Linked DNA regions of Sus scrofa: region 1 is linked to region 2. The links are chromatin contacts, called in public HiChIP or PLAC-seq maps. All regions are on one chromosome and are shown on one strand. Each heading gives the region's core, a stretch centred on a gene start, on an enhancer-like site or on the middle of the called end of the contact. The rest is flanking DNA. Distances are from core to core; before and after follow the strand shown. Region 1 holds the start of CAVIN2 (serum deprivation-response protein). Region 2 holds the start of NABP1 (nucleic acid binding protein 1).

Region 1 (5,561 bases), core at 2,712-5,211, 180 kb before region 2:
AAAAAAAAAAAAAAAAGAATATCAGGGATTTTTTTGGGGGGGAGGCGTAAATGGAAAAGGCCAAGCAAGGAAACCATTGAGCTGCCTCTGCCTCTGGTTTAGAAATTATACTAAAGGGTTAACCACGACTTGTGGCTTATTAATGCCCCAGAATGGGAAACCACATGGAAATTGGGGTGGAGGCCCTAGCTAGTAATAACTTAGGCATTTTCTTGGCGTGACTTCAGTGCTTATGACCTAGGGGCCTAAGGTAACAGTAGGCAGCTGGAGGGCAGCTGGAGAATTCTGACCCCCAACCATACCCTGCTATGACTAAAGCCTCATGCTACGCCACTCCAGTACCACACCCATATATCTTGTCCAGTATTTGTCTACCTGCCTAGTCCCCCCAGTAAAGTGGAACTTTTAAAGGAATATAAATACATTGGACTCATCTTTGTAGCCCAAGTGCCTAGTGCTTATTTCCCATTCAACAAACATTGCCAATCAAGAGACCACTACCACTTGCTACATTTTATTTCTGTACTAAACCTTCTTAAACACACACTTTCACATATTCAAAAATCTCTATCTGCCTATCTCCCATTGTATCAAGTCTAAACTTCATTACCTAATTTTTAAGAAACATTACAGTATGCGATAAGTAGATTTAATTTTTTAAACATTTCTTTTAAGAATTGATTGCTCAATTTTACTAATCTCTCTCAGATAGAAACATGGCTTGATTTAGGTCAACTAGATGGTTAATATGGTTAGACAGTTAGTGAGCACACTGTTAGCTCAAATCGTAACTCATCACCAGTGCTTTCTTTTGTTGCCTTTGCTTTCCTCTTGCATAAACTCCTTAGACTTTATGTCACATAAACAGGACAGGTTCCCATTATATAGCTCCTCATAGATCCCATGATTATAAGACAGTGTAAACTACATCACAACTATTCACAAGTGAATTGATCTCTTATAAACATAATTTCCAAAGATATACTCCAAATCCATAAAAATGATTAATTCTAAAAAAAGGTGAAGAGACTGGACTAAAAATAGTGATTGAAAGATTGAAAGGGGCTTCAGCTTTACTGATAACAGTCCTTTTTTTTTTTTTTTTTGGTCTTTTTAGGACCACACCACGGCATATGAAGGTTCCCAGGCTAGGAGCCTAATCAGAGCTGTAGCCACCAGCATAAGCCACAACCACAGCAATGCCAGATCCAAGCCGTGTCTGTGTCCTACACCCCAGCTCACAGTAATGCCAGATCCTTAACCCACTGAGTGAGGCCAGGGATCAAACCCGCATCCTCATGGATGCAAGTCAGATTCATTTCTACTGAGCCACGACGGGGAACTCCATCGATAAGTCTTTTGAAAGAAAAATATTTCCATGTTGAGGTGGATTGTTTCCAAAGATGGCTACAGCAATCTCTGCCATGCTGCTTACCCTTTACCATGGGACGTTGCTTCTCCTCCCATAAAGAGGTGAGGTCCATTTCCTGTCCCTTTGAAAATGAGCTTGGCCTGTAACCTGCTTAGACCAACAGAATGTAATGAAAGTGACAAGGGGAGAGAGTTCAGAACCTAGCCTTAAGAGATCCTGCTTGGGAGTCCTAAAGCACCAGGAGGAGAAGTGTGGCTTTCCTATTAGGGAGATCAGAGGGACAGTCGCTGCAGGCTTAGAGACTGAGGACAGAGAAATTGCAGCATTCTAGTCTTCCTAGTTAAGGAGACAGAGATGTGACTGAAACCATCTCAGATTCCATTACAGCTGCATGACCGAGCCCAGCAAGGATGACCCATTCGAGCTGAGCCCTGCCTAGCCAATCCCAGAATCATGAGTAAATAAAATTCATGATTATTGTTTTCAGCTACTGAATTTCAGGCTGGTTTGTTACACAGTGATACAGTAACAGACAACTCTTATGAAACTTATGTTATTCAAAATTAATTTTAAAAAATGACACACCCAAACCTTTCTTCCTGTTTAAAAAACTAGCTTCTCCCCTTTTCCCACCTCATGTCTTTAATGTCCCTATTCATATAACTGATTATATAATATCCAACAATGAAATGCAAAATCAGTGCAAATCAATGCAAAATCAGGGCAAAGTGATTATAGTGTGAAATTGCAAATCTTTCAAAACATGTAAGAAATCATGAAGTTGATGAAGGTAACATTAGAAAAGTCCTTGAATCATGGGCAACTCTTCTGGGAAATGAGAATTTGCAGCTGGAATAGTTAACATTTGAAGAAGAAAGAAATCCACACAGATGATGGCACAATAAGTGCCTCAAAAGGGAATGATTAGAATGTCAAAATTTAGGAAATGCTCTTGGAAAACTGATGAAGCCCTCAAATATTTTTGAGTAATGACCCTCTTCATGATTTGCCCACTGAAGTCAAATGTAAAAAGGGTATTGTGTCATGATGCCATATAATTTTGTTAGAAAATTATGCGTCTCAAAATCAACACTTGATTCATCCTTTAATGTTTAACACATCAGTTGCCAACTAAATTTGTTAAATATAAGGTAAATCAATTTTAATAATTGTTTTAAACTTTTTAAAAGGTAATGTCTCAACCAAATATTTTACTTTTTCTCCCTATTTTTAAAAGATTCACTTTAAGTGGGTTTGGGGGTGCCGATAATCTGGGGAAAATACATTTCCCTAAATAGCAGGCATACACACTGAGGGCAGGGTCTTGGATCAAGTTTTATTAGTACCCTCTAGACAGTTCATCAAGCACAGAACTAGTAGAAAGTGGGGAATCACAAATTCAATAAATGTGACAACAAATGACCTCCTGATTGATTGGCTTACATGCAGATTTTGCCATTGACGAATGGCACTTTTTCCATTATCAATCTATGACCCAATATGAGCTGACATTTGTTCTACTCAAACCTGTTCATAGAAGGCCTATTACAAACTTCCTGCTGAAAGCACTTTCAAAGGCTGGATACATTTAAAACCAATTCAAGCATGTAAAGTCATTTGAGGAAATAAGCCCCAAGTCCCAAGGGCTCAGCTGAGGAGGACCACGTTTTAGAACAGGTGTGCCACTTCACTGGGCAGAAATTTGGAAATGTCAAACATTTAGAAACACTTCAGAAACTCCAGCTCAACCTGCCTGAGAGTCACACTTCTGGACTCGTGTCAATAAATGCCTTGCAGAGATGGGCATCTGGAAAAAACTCTCTCAGCCCTGATTCAAAATTAGTTAAATCATCATTTGTAAGTTCTTAAAGAGACCACACTTTTTTTTTTTTGACTTTTACATTTCAATTTTACTTCCCATTAAGAAAGTATATATTTTTTTAAAAAGTGGTCAATCAAAAAGTTTCCTTCTGAAGCTCCTGCTGTGGCACAACAAGATCTGGGGCGTTTTGGGAGTGTTGGGACATGGGTTCAATCCCCGGCCCCACACAGTGGGTCAAGGATCCCATGTTGCCACAGCTGCAGGTTAGGTCTCCAGGGAAGCTCCGACCTGATCCCTGGCCTGGGAGCTCCATATGCCGCAGGGCAGCCAAAAATGAAGAGAGAAAAAGAAAAGGTTCCATCTATTACATGACAACAGTCCATAACAGCATTGCATGTTTTAACACCCCTGACTCTCAGTGTCTTTCATCTTATCTTGCATCATTAATTGCACATGTAAGAACTGGGCTGTATTCCTTGTCATTATCACAGTTACTTCTATCCTTTTGGAAATTAAAAACCAACACTACAAGCCTGACTCCAAGTTTCCGTCCAGTAGGAGACCAGGCGTTCTGCAGCCCCTCAGTCTGTTCTAGGGCAAAGGCAAACAATACTTTCCATTACAATAACTTGTATCCAGGAAAAATAACAGGCACTCTGTGGCATAGGCAGCATAGCAGCCAGAGAAAAGTTTACTAGCTTTAGCCAATTGGAGGCTGTGGAGCTGGGCCAAATTAGCATGTTTTTCTCCGCCTCTAGATGAAGTCATGAGTGAAATATGACATTGAACTTATTTTTAAAAGGGAAGAGGCAGCAGGAAAGTAAAGCTAAACCTACAGGAAAGTGCCCTGTGCCGAGGAGAACGTGGTGAGGAAGTGTGTGCAAGCCTCTGAACCCTGAGTGGTTCTCAGTTCTGTATCCTTCACCTCCCACTGGGTGGAGTAGGTCTTTTAAGAGCAGCTGGAATGCAGTTCCCCTGATCAGTGTAGCCAGTTGTTGCCTGTCGGAACTTCTGCCAGTTCTAGAGAGCCTGCTCCAAGCTCAAACCAGAGGGCCAAGCTCCGCACCCCTCACCGCCATCCTTCTCGCGGGAGCCAGAAGAAAGTTTCCACCTGCCCAGCCATGGGGGAGGACGCTGCACAAGCCGAAAAGTTCCAGCACCTAGGTCTTGACATGCCACAGGCGAAGCCAGCCAGCTCCAGCCCTGTACCCTCCTCCACACCGAGCCCCAGTCTCAACCCGGGGAGCACTGAGGAGGCCATCCGGGACAACTCGCAGGTGAACGCTGTCACGGTGCTCACGCTCCTGGACAAGCTCGTGAACATGCTGGACGCCGTGCAGGAGAACCAGCACAAGATGGAGCAGCGGCAGATCAGCCTGGAAGGCTCGGTGAAGGGCATCCAGAACGACCTCACCAAGCTCTCCAAGTACCAGGCCTCCACCAGCAATACCGTGAGCAAGCTGCTGGAGAAGTCCCGTAAGGTCAGTGCCCACACGCGCGCGGTCAAGGAACGCATGGAGAGGCAGTGCGCGCAGGTGAAGCGTCTGGAGAACAACCACGCCCAGCTCCTCAGACGTAACCACTTCAAAGTGCTCATCTTCCAGGTCAGTGCCCCCCGTTCTGCTTCCACCCAGCTGGGACTCCTCCGCATCCATGATCTCAGCCTGCCTGGCTCTCACGGCCGTTTGTACATCTGTCCTGCCTGTCAGGGATCACACACACAAGGCATTGTCCCCATTGCCTGCAGCAGGCGCATGTGAAATCTGCACACAGGGCTCAGAATTTCCCAGGTCACTGCAGCCTAAACGCAAGGCAGGTGCCTCAGAAGTTAGCAGGTCGGGGTTATTTGTCAGGAGCACCTGGCTGTACTCCATACAGGTTGGGAAGGTGAGCAGGTGCAGGTACCCTAGTCAAATTCATTTGTCACTTTGCATTGTGAACCTGGGGCTCTGACCGCAGCTGTGAGCTGGACAGGGCAAATTAATTCAGTGGCTGTTTATTAACTCTTTGTGGAAATGAGGAAATCATGTGAGTTCTGGGGTTTGTTTTTTAATCAAAAAGTCAAATTCATTACTTTTTAAAACATCCCTTTGTCCAAAGGTCACCGATGCTTTGGGGACTAACCAAGTATTGAAGATTGATCCCATTAAAGATGAACTAGACCCCTCCTTCTAAAACTCTTCTGGTCAAAGCAATCTTGAGTTCTTTCCTGGCAAATGATGTACGAAAACTATAAAGCATAACTCTACAAACACACTAGATATGCTTCTCATTGCTCAGAGAGACCACAACTGTAAAGTGAAACAATGGCAGTGTTATCAGTTACAGTTACAAAGGCTAGTCTTGAAGATTTTCTCCTTCAAATGG
Region 2 (5,459 bases), core at 764-3,263:
AGTGAGTCAGTGTACAGGAATAAATGTTTAGGTCCTGACTCTCACTTCCTTCTTTGATAATACTCTGCCTCACTTCCTGAAGATGTGGTAAGACCTGTAAGATAATATCAAAGGGCTCTACGTTCCTACTTTCAGGGTGATCCAACACTTTGAGATGCTATCTACTAGGCCAACATCAATCTCCACTCACTTTTCCTATAACTATGAGCAATAAATTATTATAATTCTATTAACCACAAAGCTTCCAAAATCTGCTTTTAAGATCCCTTTCTCATATTTTAATCTTCCTAAGAAAAAGACTGGATAAATTTTTAAAAGGTTGCACTAAACTATTTTTAAAAGCCAATCTGCCCACTAACTCTTTTGGATAGAAGTATCATTGACATCTTTCTGCCAAACATTTTCTGCATATCATTTTGGTTTTTGTACAACATTGCCCTTACAGCAGTAGTCATAAGAAATCATTTTCCAGAATGTGCCTTACAGATACTGTAAACCTCTCCTCTTTCACATCCATGTACAAATTCGATACACCACAAAACTGCTAAATTCTCCAACTACAACCTCAATTTACATCCACACTGTCTAAATGAGTACAAATAAAATACTGGCAAGACATCAAGTCATTAAAAGGGAAAAAAGGTTGGAAAAAACTAAGTGACAGCTGTATTAACTTGATTTTTAACAATCTATTAAAAAGACTCAATAATCCCTGAACAGTATTTAAAAATCTGTAAACTGAGGGTGGGGTTGTTTAGATTCTCAGTTGAAATTGCTTTTAAAGGCTTAGGTGTTACAAACCAATGCTGTCCACCAACTGAGGTTAACATCGAAGGGGGCTCAAAACTTCTCGGAGTGGCCCCGAGGAAAAACAACACGAAACTTTAGAACTTGCCACGGTCCTGGGCGTCAGTCAATTTCGATTTCCCAGACTTCTACTTAGGAGACACTCTCAACCCCTTCCCCAACCCCTTTATGAACACCTACCCTCTGGTCAACCGAATAATATCCCCCGGCTGAATGAGACCTCCGATTTCATCCCACACGGAAATAGTGATGCTGCCCGTTTTATCTGCTACTTTGCATGATCTCACTTCATGGCCGTCTTTGGTTTTGGTCACGCGTCCTGTGGGGATTTAAAAAATCAAAAGGGGGAGGGGTGTATTAGAAAATGAGTACTTCCAAAAAGCTAACTCCTCCTCCGGGATCAAAAGGCGTCTGAAAGGTGGGAAGAGATCGAGCCCCGGGTTCTCGCCCGCAGGTAGGCTACAGCCCCAGCAGGGGCCAACGGAGCCACGTGGATGGGGGAGGGGAGAGAGAAGGTAGGGAAGGGGGAGGGGAGCCCCCGGCTAGCGGCGGCAGCGCCCTTCCCTCTGGCCCCGGGACGCACTGCGGGCGGCGGTGTGGGCTGTGGACCCCACTTACCTATCTCCAAGACAATAAAGACGACATTTAAGTTTTTCAGTCCGGGCTTAATATCTTTTATAAAAAGAGGGGGGTCGTTGACCCCGTTCATAATGAGGCAGGTGCGGCTACGATGCGGAGACTCGAGTGGGCAGGGAGCCGGACAAAGCTTCCCACCACCCCCCTGGGCCAGGTGCGAGGGCGGAGGGGCGACCTTGGGCGAGGATGGCAAGAGAAGGGGCAGAAAGAGGTTAGTCAGGGACGGAGGAAACCAGCTCAGAAGACACTGAGCCGAAAAAAACTGGGGGAAAAAAGCGCTGACAAGTTTAAAAGAAAAAAACACGAACCACTCCGCACCCCGACCCCGCTCCCAACCAGGCGACAGGAAGGCAAGCGTGAGAACTGCCCCTTCTTTGGATAAAAGGAAGAAAAAAAGGCAGCGAGAAGATGCCTCTGCCCTGAGTCCTCTCACACACACACACACACATACACACACACACACAGGGGCGCGTGCCCAGCCTGTCCCGAGCTCCAGGGAGGGAACAGGCTTTGACTGCGAAGCCAGAGCAGAGACCAAGCTTCCGCGCACCCAGCGTCCCAAACAGCGACTGCAGAATGCGCCCGCGCACCGGCTGGACCCCCGCGTCGCCCCGCCCCCTTGTTACGACACACGGCGTCGGGCACGCCCGACGCTCCGCCCTCTAGGCTCTGGAAAGGGGCAGCCAAGGGGCGGAAACAAGCAGACGACGCCCGCTCAGCCTCCTTAGCTCCTCCCCTGGGCTGTCAGTGCGGACCCCGCCCTCTCAGCCGTCCAATCGGCTCTGAACTCCGACCCATTCTCCTCCTGCTTCCGCCGTCGCCGCGCGGCGTCTATTTTGCCCTGCCTAGTCTTCCTTTTTCAGGCTTCTACTACTCACTGTCCAGTTTCTGGTTTTCTTGCATATTGTCCCTCAGATTTCAGTCCTTCGCCCCTGCTTTTTAGTTTCGCGGTCAAGGAGAACGGTTGCTGTGTTTTAGAACGCAGTGGGTACGTCAAAAAGTATGCAGGAGAGGAAGAACAAGGTTCAAGCAAGTGTGGCTGGTCTGGTTGAAAGAAAATAAAAGGTAGGGATGGGTCCTTAGCAGCGAGGCTGGAATTTTAAGACCAGAGGGCAAAAGAGTTCCACTCTACTGCCTCATTTTAAGCTTATTGAGAGCAGGAACTGTGAGGTGGCTTGCTGAAGGTCACTCAGCAACTTTATGAGCAAGCAGGACACAAACACAAGTGACCTAGCCTTGGTGCTTTTCACTCTGTAATACTAGGCAGATAAACAAGAAGTTAAATTCCTTTGCAAACTTAACTATTTTTTCTTGCTCCTCTCAGATTACACTCCCCATTTTGCTTTTCTTCTCTACGTTCATTTTATTAATAGTCTGTTTTTAGAGCAGTTTTATGTCTACAGCAAAACTAAGAGAGGAAGGTACAGAAATTTCCCATATGCTCTCTATCCCCACACATGCGTGACCTCTTCCCATTATCAATGTCTCCCCCAGAGTGGTATGTTTGTTACAGTTGATGAACAACATTAACATATTATTATGCAAAATCCTTAGTTTACCTTAGGGTTTGTTCTTGGTATTGTACATTTTATGGTTTTGGACAAATGTATAATGATACGTATGCAAAATTAATAGTATTATACAGAGTAGTTTCATTGCCCTAAAAATCTTGTGCGCCACCTATTCATCCTTCCCTTACCCCTCATCCTTGGCAACCACTAATATTTTTAGGCTTCATTTTCCAGTATGTCACATAGTTGAAATCATACAGTATGTAGCCTTTCATAATGGCTTTTTTCACTTAGAAATGTGCATTTACATTTCCTCCCTGTTTTTTTCATGAGCTATCAAGTTTTGTATTTGTTTTTGTACATCCGAAACAATCATATAACAACAGTGGGAAACCCTGAAACATAAGCTGAGGTGGGGGAAAGTTTTATTTATGTGGTGTAGTGAGAAACGCATGTAGTTTAGAAACAAACCTGGGCTTGAACTATTTACTAGCTATGTGACCTTTAGGACAGTTGATTACATTTTCTAGTCATAATTTAATCATACAAAAATAAAAGGATTCCTACCTTACTTACAGAGGATTACATGGGCTCATAAATTGTCCAGCTAGTCCCTAGCAAATAGTAGGTACTCAATAAATATTTCCCCTCGCCTAGTTTCTATGATTAAAGAAAAGGAAACAATAATAGCTTAAGATGTGATTACTTATTCATTTCATCAATCCTGTTGTGACTGCTAACTTTTATCTCCATTTTACAGACGGTAAATAAAATTCACCAGAGACCACATAGCCAGAGAAGGACAAGCTGGGTTTTGAATCTAGGCAATCTTGACCCCAGAGCCCTCCAGCCTAAAGGTAACTCTTAGACTAAAATTGCAGTGGTGGAATTATGAGTCAAAAACAGACTAAAGAAATAAAGTATTAGCAGCAAGATATATCCGTAAGGCTTTAGAGAATCACCTAATTAACTCTCTGAGATGGTAACAGATATGTTGAGAAGTGTATCAGAGAATTTGTGTGGCAGAAAACTTAATTTTTCCTTGAAGCTTTCTGAATATTTTTAGTTCAACCAGACCAATTCCCAAACATCTGCAAAGCAGCAGCTTAGATACATTACAGCACAAGAAATGAGTTTCAAAGATAATTACAACATTAGCAGGAGAAGCAAGACATTCTTGAAGAAGCAGAACCTTGCAATTCATGGACAAATAAGGTCCAGAGTGCCAGAGATATTGATGTAATGCTAGAAAATGGTGTAAAATAATATTACAAGTATGATTTCAGCATAAAATAAAATAAAGGATGAAACATGTCAGTTAATGGCAGAACCAATGCAGTCTCAGGGCTCCCAAAGGCTCCCAATATGCATCAGAAGCTCTCATTCTATCATGATTATCTGATGTGACTTGAGGCTTCAACTGGATTTCCCTCAAGCTATATTCTTCAACACAGACAAAAAAACATTCTCACAGAAGCAGTACTTAAATCAGACTCTCTCTTTTTTTTTTTTTTGAGATTTTAGAAAATCTTTAAAATATTACCAATTAATTAACAACATTCAGCAGAATTGTGGCCAAGAGTTTGGGCAAAGAAAGTTAGTCACTCCCTGAACCCTAGGTCATTTGTTCCCAGAAAAGGTGTTAGGTAGGACTGCTCAAACCAATTTTATTGACATAAAGAGGAACCAGATAGTTGGGAAAGCAGTCCCACGAAAGCAGAAGCTGGTGTTCAGAGGAACAGCCCAGCCCTGCCCTTCCCCCACAGAACAGAATTCAGCCAAACACCTCTCACTTCCTTCCCTACTAACTCAGCAGTTCTCAGAAAGGAAATGGCAACAAGTGCTTTCTAATTTGCCAAAACTAAAGGCAGTCTTGAGAAACAAGATGGTGTGGGCAGTGCAGGAACTCTTCAATCCACATCAGTTGGTTCCAACTACCCCAGAGCACTCCTCAAGGGTGGTGATTAAAAAAAAAAAAAGAAAGAAAGAAAGGAGATGTCTAGGAAAGCAAATATTGCCACCAAGATAATCTTTCCTAATATTATCATTCAGTCAAACAAAGATCCATCACTCTGCCCAGCCAGTTAGATCATATAGTTTACCTTGTTGATTCTTTACTATATTCCCAAGATTACTTCATGGTCTTCCTTCCTTGTTCTATGGGTTTTCTTCATTTTTGTAGCACAAACATAAACTTATTCTGAAATGATGAGAGGTTTGTACCCAGACCCTCAACAACACTGCTCTGTGTAAAGAAGATAATTCTTGGTGAGGTTCAATACAATACAGAAGAGCATCCATGAGACTCTCATGCATAAGTTTGCCCACTACCTTGCCTTTGCTCATTACTGGGTTCTGGTTTCTAGGACCCCGAAGGTCATTTTCACTTTCTTTGTGAAATCCATCTATTTAAAACTATTATAACATCAATAAAATACCTGGCCAAGTACTGTTTGATATCAGACATCTTATGAGGTTAAACTGACAATAAAAAAAATTAATCAG

Evidence for each region. HiChIP or PLAC-seq counts read pairs in DNA pulled down with a chosen protein or histone mark.
Region 1: an H3K27ac HiChIP or PLAC-seq map of skeletal muscle shows a contact between it and region 2. The contact joins the promoter of CAVIN2 here to the promoter of NABP1 in region 2.

Annotation. Positions count from the first base shown.
Region 1 is chr15:96,488,631-96,494,191 of Sscrofa11.1, reverse strand. It overlaps CAVIN2 (serum deprivation-response protein), which reads left to right and starts at 3,961. Exons shown (of 2, transcript XM_005652440.3): 1 at 3,961-4,798. The coding sequence starts at 4,316.
Region 2 is chr15:96,310,438-96,315,896 of Sscrofa11.1, reverse strand. It overlaps NABP1 (nucleic acid binding protein 1), which reads right to left and starts at 2,013. Exons shown (of 6, transcript NM_001244491.1): 1 at 1,426-2,013; 2 at 988-1,126. The coding sequence starts at 1,516. LOC100516649 (a long non-coding RNA gene) reads left to right here and starts at 2,148. Exons shown (of 4, transcript XR_002339369.1): 1 at 2,148-2,508; 2 at 3,715-3,811.